Linked DNA regions of Mus musculus: region 1 is linked to region 2. The links are chromatin contacts, called in public promoter capture Hi-C maps. All regions are on one chromosome and are shown on one strand. The core of a region is the stretch at or near the end of the contact, and the rest is flanking DNA. Distances in the headings are between cores, read along the strand shown. Region 1 holds the start of Smpdl3a (sphingomyelin phosphodiesterase, acid-like 3A). Region 2 holds the start of Msl3l2 (MSL3 like 2).

The links. Capture Hi-C pulls out chosen DNA fragments and counts their contacts.
Region 1: a promoter capture Hi-C map of liver shows a contact between it and region 2, with 2.9 times the contacts expected there. The contact joins the promoter of Smpdl3a here to the promoter of Msl3l2 in region 2. A contact is called at or near these places in 5 of 39 promoter capture datasets (cranial neural crest, hippocampal neurons, liver and 1 more), 1 of 115 datasets of contacts at active chromatin or transcription factors (astrocytes) and 2 of 9 other capture datasets (adipose tissue and liver).

What each region holds. Positions count from the first base shown.
Region 1 is chr10:57,793,066-57,798,630 of GRCm38.p6, forward strand. It overlaps Smpdl3a (sphingomyelin phosphodiesterase, acid-like 3A), which reads left to right and starts at 1,479. Exons shown (of 8, transcript NM_020561.2): 1 at 1,479-1,719. The coding sequence starts at 1,617.
Region 2 is chr10:56,104,389-56,110,290 of GRCm38.p6, forward strand. It overlaps Msl3l2 (MSL3 like 2), which reads left to right and starts at 2,529. Exons shown (of 2, transcript NM_001163833.1): 1 at 2,529-2,641. The region is part of intron 22 of Tbc1d32 (TBC1 domain family, member 32); the gene reads right to left.

The DNA of each region.
Region 1 (5,565 bases), core at 229-2,728, 1.7 Mb after region 2:
ATCTTGCTGATCCATTTCTGCATTTCAAGCTCACCACCATTTCCCGGCTTTACTTTCCCTGTACTCTTTAGACTGTAGACTGAGAAATTGCAGAAGTGACCATGTCTGTTGCAGGGAAGCATGCATGGTTCTTGAACTGCTCTGAATCACCCCAATGATGTAGCAAAACTTGGAGGAGTCTACCAGGATCTGAAAGGAAACTTAGTGTCCATTAAAAAAAATTTATTCACAAGATATAATGTCTAAATCATGCAGATATAAAACAAAGTTTTTTTCCTCTGATGGAAAATAAATATATTTGTAAAATATAATGGTAAAAGTACCTAAAGAAAATACAAAAATAATGTATCCTAAGCCAAATATGTGTGATCCTAGGCTAAGAACACAGATCCTGGTTTCTCTAAATGACTGTTTCAACATGGAATAGGTTACAGAAACTTACAGTTATAGAACAAAGAAAATAATAAATCAATACACTTACCAGATATGTTCCTATTACAAAGAATGTAAATCTAAGTAGGTAAACTATAAAGTTTCAATGTAGTATTCTTAATTCTATAGTTGGAGGATATTGAAAAACCATTTAAGCTTAGTGACAGAGATACTCTTTTAATCATGAAAATGGTATGCTAGATACACAAATTAAGGCATTTGAGTATTAAAGAGGCCATGGTATCCCAAGACAATGTGGGTGTCCACCTAAAACACCCATCTTCCCATAATAAGTACCTTGAACTCAGCTAAAGCATAGTATTTTGTCAGGACCTTTTAACACAGCACGGCTTCCTCAAGACGCCACAGCTCACATCTTTTATGAGGTCAGCATCTCTCAAAGGTTTGCTCTTCTCCAAAGACACCCTACGTTTTATAAATTAAAGTTGTTGGCTATATTATAAAGAGAGCGCATTCTCATAAATTCCTAGAGAGAGAACAAAGAATACATATTACACACAGTCTGTGGGTTTTGGTGTCTTTGCCAATACTTATAAAACTTTTGGAATAGAAAAATCAACAGTCTCTATTTGTATTTACCAGGTAGGTTGCATGAGGACGTGCTTAACTCAGTTGTGGAAAGGAAAACGTTCAGCCTGGTGAACCTGGGACATAGTTTGCCGACTCCACCTATCTATCACCTTGGAGTACTATGAAGCCACACATGGCCAGCCCAGCTAATCTGTTCATTTATCAGCGGTGGCCTGAGGCTTGGGAGTTTACATTTCTGTCATAAATCCCAGGTAGCGAAACCATTGAGGAAATCCAAACCCATTCTTGTACTCGTTTGTCTTAACTATGATTCAGGGTTCTCCTGCCTTTTCAAGTACCTCTGCTAAATGGCCCTGTCAGGTAGGCGCTCCTGGGGTTCAGGGAAGGAAACAATACGGGGTTGGAGCAAGAACATTGTTTCCCATTGACCTAAGAAATTAAGGAAGCATATTAAAATAAAGGAGTCCAGAAGGTCAGAAGAACTCGTGCTCAGGGGAATCTAATATTACACGTGATCTGCTTGCTGGGCGTCAACACAAGGAAAGGCTCTGGCTTCCTCTCCACCCCTAGGGCCTGCGGGTCTCAGCGGCGCCCAAGCTCCAGTCTAGCGTCCTGGGGCAGTGGCCTCCACCATGGCGTTGCTGGGCAACTTCCTTTGCTGCCTACTGGTTGCCTGGCTCTGCGGCCCGGGGCTCGGGGTGCCCCTGGCGCCGGCGGATCGCGCCCCAGCTGTGGGTGAGTGGACCGATCGGGACTGCACAGGACGGTGGAGGGGGTCGGCGAAGTCATGAAGGTGCCGGGTGCGTAGGCAGCGGGGCACAGGACGCCGCCACACTGGTCACTGTGGCCAAAGGCCAGACAGCAAGGTCACTGGGTCTGAGTCATGGTGGGGGCGCCCCGTGGGCGCCAGTATGGAGCCGAGCCGCCTGCTGGGCGTTTGTTTACATCCCGGGTCTGGGTGGTTTAGTTCCCAGGGGAGGAAAGTCTGAAGCTGTTGTCTGGTGGGAAATGCCGCTCAGAATTGGCTGTGGGCATTCCCGGAGTCACCTAGTCTGCCCAGAGCAGAGGAGGACCTACAGGGTCCCTACACCTGGATGTAGCTTCAGTCCTATTCTGTTCTGCTCAGTGACGTCGGAGCCTAATTCTGCCTCTTCAGGTCTCCGAGGCGTCTGGTCTCTTTCGTTCTTAACATAAAACCCCTGAGCCCTTCCGCAGCCCTTGGTGCACTTGGGGTCTTGCGTTTGTGGTGTGTTCTGTTTACCGGGAGCCTATTACTCTGTTTCTGCAATCTTGGCCTGCCCTGCCCTGCCCTGCCCCCTCAGTCTCCTTCCACCCAGCAGTAGCAGCTGCCAAACTTGGTGGGAAAAAAAAAAATCGGTAAGTTAAGCCCCACTCCAAAATTACTGGATCCAGACCGGTGGGAATGGATTCCTGGGCACAGTTTAACACTCTTCATCCCTCTCAAATTAGAAAATCCCCGTCCAGACTGAATGTTTAGTAAGACTGTAGGTTGCCTTCTGGGTTTTAAAACTTAAGGTGACGCTCCCCTCCCCCATCTCCCTAGCTCCGTTTAAAAATAATTGCTCTAGTTGGGGGGTTTGTTTTGATTTGCAGAGAGAGCTATCCTTGAGACTTTCACCTGTGCTCAGAACTGAAACTCTCCTGCTGTCTGCCTCCTCTCCATGCCTGCCTCTGATCTGCACAGGACTTCCCTGAATGGGGTCCAGGGAATCCCTTCTCCTTGCTTATGAGTGAAGTACACCTGACTTAGCTGTCAAGCTTTTGCAAGCCACAGCTGTATGTCCGGTTTGTCAACTCTGGCAAATAACACCTGTAACAGAAATAGCCCCCAGAATGTGTACATATGTGGCTGCCTCGTGTTTTTATATTGCTGGAATTGTGCTATTTTAAATTTGTGACTGCTCCGGATTTTGACCTGGAAATGTCTCAGGCTGCACCACAGGTAAATTCGCCTTTGGTTTTAATGAATTAATTGCTGAAAGAAGTCATAAAACTTTGCCCGTGATCATGTGACTCTCCTTCTGATACCTTCCTGTTTTGGTAGCGGGAGGGAGAGAGAATAACCAGACCTGTTGACTCTGGTTTCACATTGCATGGATTATTTTACCTGCTTTCCACTTGACTAGAAGGCCTCTCTCCCCCTGGCCCCTTTGCACTTCCCTCCACAACTTCCACCCAGCCTGGCCTCTGCTTGTTTCCTAACTGTGTTTAAGTTCCCAGTCTTAGTTTTCCCCCTTGCCAAGTCCATGTGACTAGAGGACCACCACCCTGGGTGTTTGGCTTCATTTTTAAAAGATTTAGTAGGCTGTCACCTGCTGGTGTACTTAGCACACAGCAACTGACTTTATAAACAGATCAACCAACGCCCACTTAAACGACTACATACAATTGTCCATATAATTATGGTTCATTGGGTTTGCTGGGACAAATTATTAAGCATTCTTTGACTGAATTTTTTTTTCTGAAAATTTTGAGTATCTCTTTAAATAAATTTGAGCACTTATGTAGACTGTGTAACACACATATCTTGAAAAAATATTTGAAAAGTTTATCTGGGGGATAAGAAAGAAATTTTGGTAAAGGACTTTGGGCATTTTTGGCCAAAAAATTTAGATTTGAGTGTGCTATGGACTGTGTCACAGGCTGGATTGGTGACCTTACAAACTCGCGCACACACACAGGCACAGACACATATATACAGACACACACAGAGACACACACACACAACCACATTTTATGTACAATATCATTGGCGTTAGGATGTAAAACCTCCAGATGTTCTGACTCATTTCAAGCCATCCTTTAGTGAATCTAATTACCCCCTCATTTGTCTATCCAGCAATGTGATGTGGTAGAAATAGCACCTTGGCATCTGGAGAAACAGGTTCTAGCTCAGCTTTTATTGCCTGGTCACATGATCTGGAGGGAATCCTGAAATTTGCCTTTGCCTCAATGCCATGAATTGTAAAATTAAAGAATCTTTGTTAAGGGCCCACTCCATCAGACTCATTCCTGTTCTTGGAGCTCTGTGAACCAGGTACTGCATTATGTCATAGGGATGTGCTCAAAATCCATTGCAAGATTTGGATTATGAAAAATTTAATCCATTCATGATCTCATTTACTTTAATCCTCAATGTACCTTTTGTGTAGATATCATTATCTACTTTGGTACAAGGCAGCTTATTTGACTAAGTATATGAGAGGCATTGTACAGTGATTAAAGGCAACATGTCTCCCGAAGTGTGGCCCCTGAACCAGTGTCAGCCCTTTACTTTATGACAGATGACCTGGGTTTAATCTCTGCGTGTTCCACTTTCCTGTCTGTTTTGCTGGGTGATAATGATGAAAAGCTTATAAAATAGTACTAAACATATCATAAGTGCTGGATGAAATTGAATATTTTACATGCAAAAGGGAAAGTTCAATGTCAGGATGTAGGTTTTATAAATGGTAGTAAAACTAACACATAGCTAGTTCAGTGTCACATGCTCTTTGAGGGCTTAAAGGATCTTTTAATGGCATCTTAAAGGCTGCCATTACTATTCCCATATGACAGATGAAACAGGCCAAGATCTTACAGACTAATAACTGGGTGCTAATCTCTTATGTTGGAAGTCTGGCTGTCTGATTCTGACACCAATCTGTTTTCTGTGTAGTTACTGTTTGTTGACAGTCTAAAAATAATATAAGCACTGGTTGACACAAAACTGAGATGCAGTCTATACGCCCTGCGGACGGGCAAACTGCATGAAAATTCCAATCTAACTGCTTTCTCTGCTTTTGGTGCTAGATAGAGTGGATCTGAACTCCAAGTTTAGGGCTTTTTCTGCTTTGTAAAATGAAAGAAATTACCCTTTGCTGATATTTTCAAATAGTGCTTAAGTACTGAGTAGTTGACCACATATACAATTTTACATCAATTTTCATCTGGATTTCACGTCGTCAATGTTTTACATGTCAACTCTTGTTATAAAATTATGCTGGTGCTGGCAAAAAATGACCACCAAAAATGCTAACTTATTGTTGATACTTAGCAAGTTCACTGTAGTTTTAATTTCATTTCTGAGGCTGTAATCAAATGGCTGCCCCATTATTGCTGGTGAGAGACCAAATCTTTTGCGTTCAGACTCCATCTTAGAGAATCTGACCTAAGGTTAAACTCAACTTAACTAGTAGGCCAGAACCTAACACCAGTTTCCAGGCTACCCAACAAGACCTGTGTTTAACACCAGTTTTCAGCTTACTCCCCAACAAAACCTCTGTCTAACACCAGTTTCCAGATTATTCCCCAAGAAATCTACCCCTCCAGGTTACAAGCTTGTCCCTGGCACTTCACTTCCTAACAACCATAAATCAGGAAAAAAGCAAAAGTTAAGTTTATGGTTTGGCTCCCAACACCAGCCAATTATGTTAAAGGCCATAATAGCCCCAATCAGATATGTACCAGGCTAGATATCCCCCTTTCTTGACCCCAAAAGTACTTTCCTAAAACTAGGCTGTGTCGGAGTTGGTGGGGAGCCCAAGCTCGAGCTTGAATAAAGAGACCCTAATGTGATTG
Region 2 (5,902 bases), core at 1,279-3,778:
CAGAACTGTACAAAATCTTTGGTGGCTATACATCTGCAAGAGAAATCATATATAAAATATATAAGAACTTGAAAAAATCAACACTAAAAAAAAAAAAAAAAAAAAAAGCAAACAACCCAGTAAATTAATAGGCAAATGAAATGACAAGCTTTTAAAGTAGCCAATAATACAGAAAGGCCAGGGCTGTATCTGTGCTGGTAGGGTGCCTGCCTCAATTTGACCTCCAGCTACACATCAACCAGGCATAATCCAGAACTTGGGAGATGGACGCAGGAGGATCAGTTCAAGGACACCCTCAACTACAGGAGTGACAGTCCTGCCTAGACAACCTGAGACTCCTTAAAAAAAAAAGGTCATAAAGAAATATTCAACATCCTTAGCCATCAGGGGAATGTAAATCAAAAGTGCATTAATATTCTATGAATCTGATTGCTGTTGTTCAGAAATTAAGTAAGAGTAAAGGATGTTGAAGGCACAGAGAACAAAAGGGGGGACTCATTCCTGGCTGGTGGGAATACAAATTATTCCGACAGTACAGCAATCAGTGTGGACGTTCTTCACAAAACTGCAAAGACAGCATCACAAAATCTAGATGCCCTACTCCAGGGAACATACTCAACTTCAGCAAGCCACAGCAATACCTGCCCATCTGCAGTGACAGCAGCATTCACAACATTCAAGTCATGAGGCCAGCATAGGCACATGCAAACAAATGCACAAGGAGACAAACATGTGGCATGAGTACACAATGTGGAGGTTTAATCAGCCATCATAACAAAGAATTTACATCATTTGAAAGAAGATGGAATCAACTAGAGATCATGTTAAGCAAAATGAGCTAGACCCAAAAAAAAACAATGTATAAAATGTTTTCTTACATGTGGTTCCTAGATTCTATTTAGATTCCCCTTCCCCCTCCCCCTTTCCTGTGTGTGCATGTGACAATGAGACAATCTGAATGAAGGAAGGCAACTAGAAGGAGAGGGAAGAGGAAGAAATATGAAGGTATGGAGGTAAAATACAGCAAAGCACATGGTACACTTCAAACAGCTTCATAAAACTCACCAATAAATAAGGTGAGGACATCAAGAAAACTAGGGTTATTCTTAGAGAACTCTTTATTTACTCTTTTCTATTGGTCTTCTCCTTATATTTTTCATTTACTTTGTTATATGACAATATCGTATGGGCATATGATATAAAGCAATTACTAGCTAGCTCTCCAATATTCCTTCTTATCTCCCTCTCTTCTCTATCAACCCTTCTGTATCCCTACCAGTTCCTTTCTGGATTCATGACGGTTTTTGTTCTGTTCTGTGACCCATTTCATTTAATCAGATCCCCCTGTGTGCTCATTGATTATACACTGATTCCTAGTAGAGTGAGAAGTGCTCTGTTCAACCATCTTCTAAAATAAATCTCCTGATGATTGTTTCCTGAGCCCCTGGCCGTTATTTCTACTCATCAGTCAAGGCCCATAAAGCTATAAAAATCAATACCTAAATGCTTATCTTTCCAGACAAAGCAAATAAGTAGACAGTGTACTTTAAAATCCCCTCTTTTAGATATCCATGGTCAAAAGATCAGTAACTGCAGGTGTAGCACATAATACCATCTATAAGCCAGACTTAGTCATTTTTTTCTTCTGTAGCTAGAGAAAATTTCACATAAACTAGAGATTACGCTGCACATATAATTCATATGTTCATAAAATTTACTGTGTTCTTTGGGTCAGTTTAACCTTATTTTACAAAAGTGCCACTTTCTTTGATAGCTGAGTGTAACGTGCCCGAATAATTGAAGATTCACTTCTATTTCTGACAGGTTCTCTCTTGCCCCCGCTGTCTTCAAGAAGCGAGGGAGCAGACAGCAGAGAGGATACATATGAAGTACTCTGTAAACTCGGTATTACCAGCCTTTAAACGGGATGAAGCAACGTAAAAATAGATCACCACGAAGGATTTAAATGAAACAGGTTTGCACTCAGTAGATGCAGGATACTCGTGTTATAGTTCTGGGAAGTGTTTATAGCTCAAATACGTCTTGGGATGTAGACGCATCATCTGAGAGAGCATCGCAGTAAGTCTGCCTGTCAGGAACTGCAGATCGCCTAGAAGCCTGGAGCTGTGGGAAAAAGTGTGTGGGTGGGTGGGTGGGGGTGGGGGGGCTCGGGTCTTAAAGGCTGGAAGCAGGGCCTACGAAGACCACTGTCCTTCCTGCTGCTGTGTTGGCTAGCGTCAACTCAGTATCAACTATAGCCATTTTGGAGGAGGAAACCCCTAATTGTGAAAATGTCTTCAGCGGATTAGCCAAAGGACAAGCCTGTCAAGCATTCTCTTGATTGATGTTTGATGTGGGAGGGCCCTAGTCTCTGGAGGCAGTGCCACCCGTTGGGCTGTAGCCATTTCCTCCAAGTTGAAACATCTTCTCCTGGAGGGAGGGGGCGCTAGAGAGTCGGGAAGTAAACCAGACAAATCCGGTGAAAACTGAAACTAGCAAGATTCTCAAGGTCCCCACCCCCTCTCCTCCTGGGCTTCAAAAGCAGTCGAAAACTGCGGGGTGAGAAAGGATTGCACGGTTGGCTAGGATTCCCACAGCGAGCAGTTCGGTTGCAGTTTTCCTGAATCCCCACCTTGATGAGGTAAGCTTTTCAGAGATGCAGCTGCTTTTGAGCTTCCCTGACCCCACTGACCAGCACTGGATTCTGGATTTCCATCCCATAATTAGTTGTCAATGCCCTCTCTGGGCTAAGCAGACATAGACTGTGGTTCTCTAAATACGTCTCATGGGACAAAGTGTCTGGAGAGGTATTCTAGAGGCATATGTTAGAGGTATTTTGCCACATTTCCACATCTCATAGCACTGAACAATAAGGGAATTGTTGGCTATAGGGAACTATGCCACCAAGAGTAAGCTAGGGTCTAGAGAACCCCCTTAGCAAGTCCTGAGAACACCCATCTAGCACCCAAAACCAACACAAGATTAATGCAGCATAGTGGGGGGCTCAAACCCCACAAAATACAGCCTTAGACACAGAAGCCTATAAGCAGCTGAGACTGAATAGGAAACAAAAGTAGATATAATGTAGGGAAGTTAAAGATACCAGTTCAAACTTCACAGTAGACGGGAGAATTTTCCAGCTGGGCTGGAGAGATGGCTCAGTGGTTAAGAGCACTGGCTGCTCTTCCAGAGGTCCGGAGTTCAGTTCCCAGCAACCACATGGTGGCTCACAACCATCTGTAATATAATTTGATTCTCTCTTCTGGTGTGAATGAAATAAATAAACAAACAAATCTTAACCAATAATAGTAGTAGTAGTAATAATAATGATAGATAATTGTACCAGGCATGCTTGTCTCTGTAAAGTATAAACTCTATAATAATCATTAGATTTTTTTGCCATCTGTACTTCCTTTCTCATCTAAGGTACTTACTGATTTTGTGATTTAGACTACATGTTTACATATAGGAAGAGATTACAAGTGAACTTGGGAAAAACTGGAATTCACCAGCTATGGGACAACAGTTAAAGACTTTTTGATAAACTACTTACTTAAACTGTAGGTGAGACAGTGTTTCATTGGAGGATTTTAGTTCTCTCAGGCTTACAAGACTAAAGCTAAAGTACTTGGTGATGCCTGACAAGAATTACTGTAAATATTAGACATTACTATTAAAGATACTATATCTTTGTGACAATACTCTTGATACAAATTATTTCCAGACCCCATTTGAAAAAACTAAGCAAAGAAGTGATTTTAGGAATTCTAGAAAAAATAAATATGGGAGGGAAAAGAAATCACTCTATAGTTTTGAGAATCCTTACCTCAGTATTTCTCAAAAGTGAGCTTGCCAAACTGTGGAAGTCCACAGCTGCCAGGCTGAGGTAGAGGCTTCAGGGACTCTGAAGACAAACTAACAAGGATTGAACTGATTTCAATGCAGCTTCTTGTTGAGAGGTCTCTAATCTTTAGTATTCCTATACTCTTGTAAATCCAAAAAGTTATGTATGAGTGCTCCCCTACCACCCCACTAAAGTGCTAATGCATTTATCTTTAGGGCCTTTCTTATCTAGAAAATGGCTCCATCAAAGCAACAGAGGGATCCAGGAAATAGGACAGTAGCTATGCTATGGTAGTTAAGTTGACTATGAATGCAACAGGTTCCAAAAACACATAGGAGACAAACTTCTGGACGGGTCTATAAAGGATTTTTGAGACTGGCTTGGGTGGGAAAACCCACCTGAAATGTAGACTGTGCGGTTCCTTAGATTAGATTCCAACACTACCTAAAAAAGTAGACAGGAACTGAATAGAGTCTCCATCACTTTGCTTCCAGAGTGCTGAAGCAATGTAAGCAGCTACCACTGTGCCACAGTCCTGCTGCCATGCCTTCTCCACCACGGCAGGCTGCCTTCAAACTGGGCCAGCCTAAACCCTTTACTTCTATTAGGTGTTTGTTATGTCATTCAATGAGAACAGTCATTAATACAGTGGTGTGTGGGGTGTGTGTGTGTATGTGTGTAACCTGGATAATGGTATGTGGAACCTCGGCAATGAATGCATTAGGCATTGTAGTCTCTGGAATCAAAGAGACCAGATTCAAATTCCAGCTGTACAAATTACTAATATCTGAAGTCAATAGCTTACTTTGTGCCCTATTTACATTAGCTATTTTCTAAAGGATCCTGAAAATAACTACCTTAGGGGATTGTTCCAAAATGACATCATTTAAATTAGAACCAGTGCACAGCTCCTAGAACTTCATGGCACTGAGTAAACGTGATATGGTATGGGGGAAGGAATGGTTTATATTTGGGGATATTCTCAAGAAACCTTAGAAGATACAAACAAAATAAGGCACCTACAAAACCATACAGGTATTGAAGAAAAAAAATCAAGTTATGGGAAGAATAATGTAGCCATACTGTACTGTTACTGAACACATCAATGAATAAGATTTATATAAACATAATGATGTAAGGCTTCAAGGATGATCCCATCAAGAACATGGTAAAAACTGGAGGGAGGAAGGGAGAGAGGGGAAAAGTAAGTTCTAACCATCCAGATACCTAGAGATGAGAGACAAGAAGTCCAACTTGGAAACATCAAGACAGTGTTAAACATACATTCAGTTACTTAAAGACCTAAATATAACCCAATCACAAAAGAACTCACATGATATGTACTCACTGATAAGTGGATATTAGCCCAGAAACATAGAATACCCAAGATACAAGATACAATTTGCAAAACACATGGAACTCAAGAAGAATGAAGACCAAAGTGTAGACACTTTCCCCCTTCTTAGAATTGGGAACAAAACACCCACGGAAGGACTTACATAGACAAAGTTTGGAGCTAAGACAAAAGGATGGACCATCTAGAGACTGCCATACCCGGGGATCCATCCCATAATTAGCCTCCAAACGCTGACACCATTGCATACACTAGCAAGATTTTGCTGATAGGACACTGATATAGCTGTCTCTTGTGAGGCTATGCCAGGGCCGAGCAAACACAGAAGTGGATGTTCACAGTCAGCTATTGGATGGATCACAGGGCCCCCAATGGAGGAGCTAGAGAAAGTACCCAAGGAGCTAAAGGGATCTGCAACCCTATAGGTGGAACAACATTATGAACTATCCAGTACCCCCGAGCTCTTGACTCTAACTGCATATGTATCAAAAGATGGCTTAGTTGGCCATCACTGGAAAGAGAGACCCATTGGTCTTGCAAACTTTATATGTCCCAGTACAGGGCAATGCCAGGGCCAAGAAATGGGAGTGAGTGGGTAGGGGAGTGTGTGTGGGGGGGGGGGTATGGGGGACTTTTGGGATAGCATTGGAAATGTAAATGAAGAAAATACCTAAAAAAAAAAGACTTAAATATAAATTCCAAAG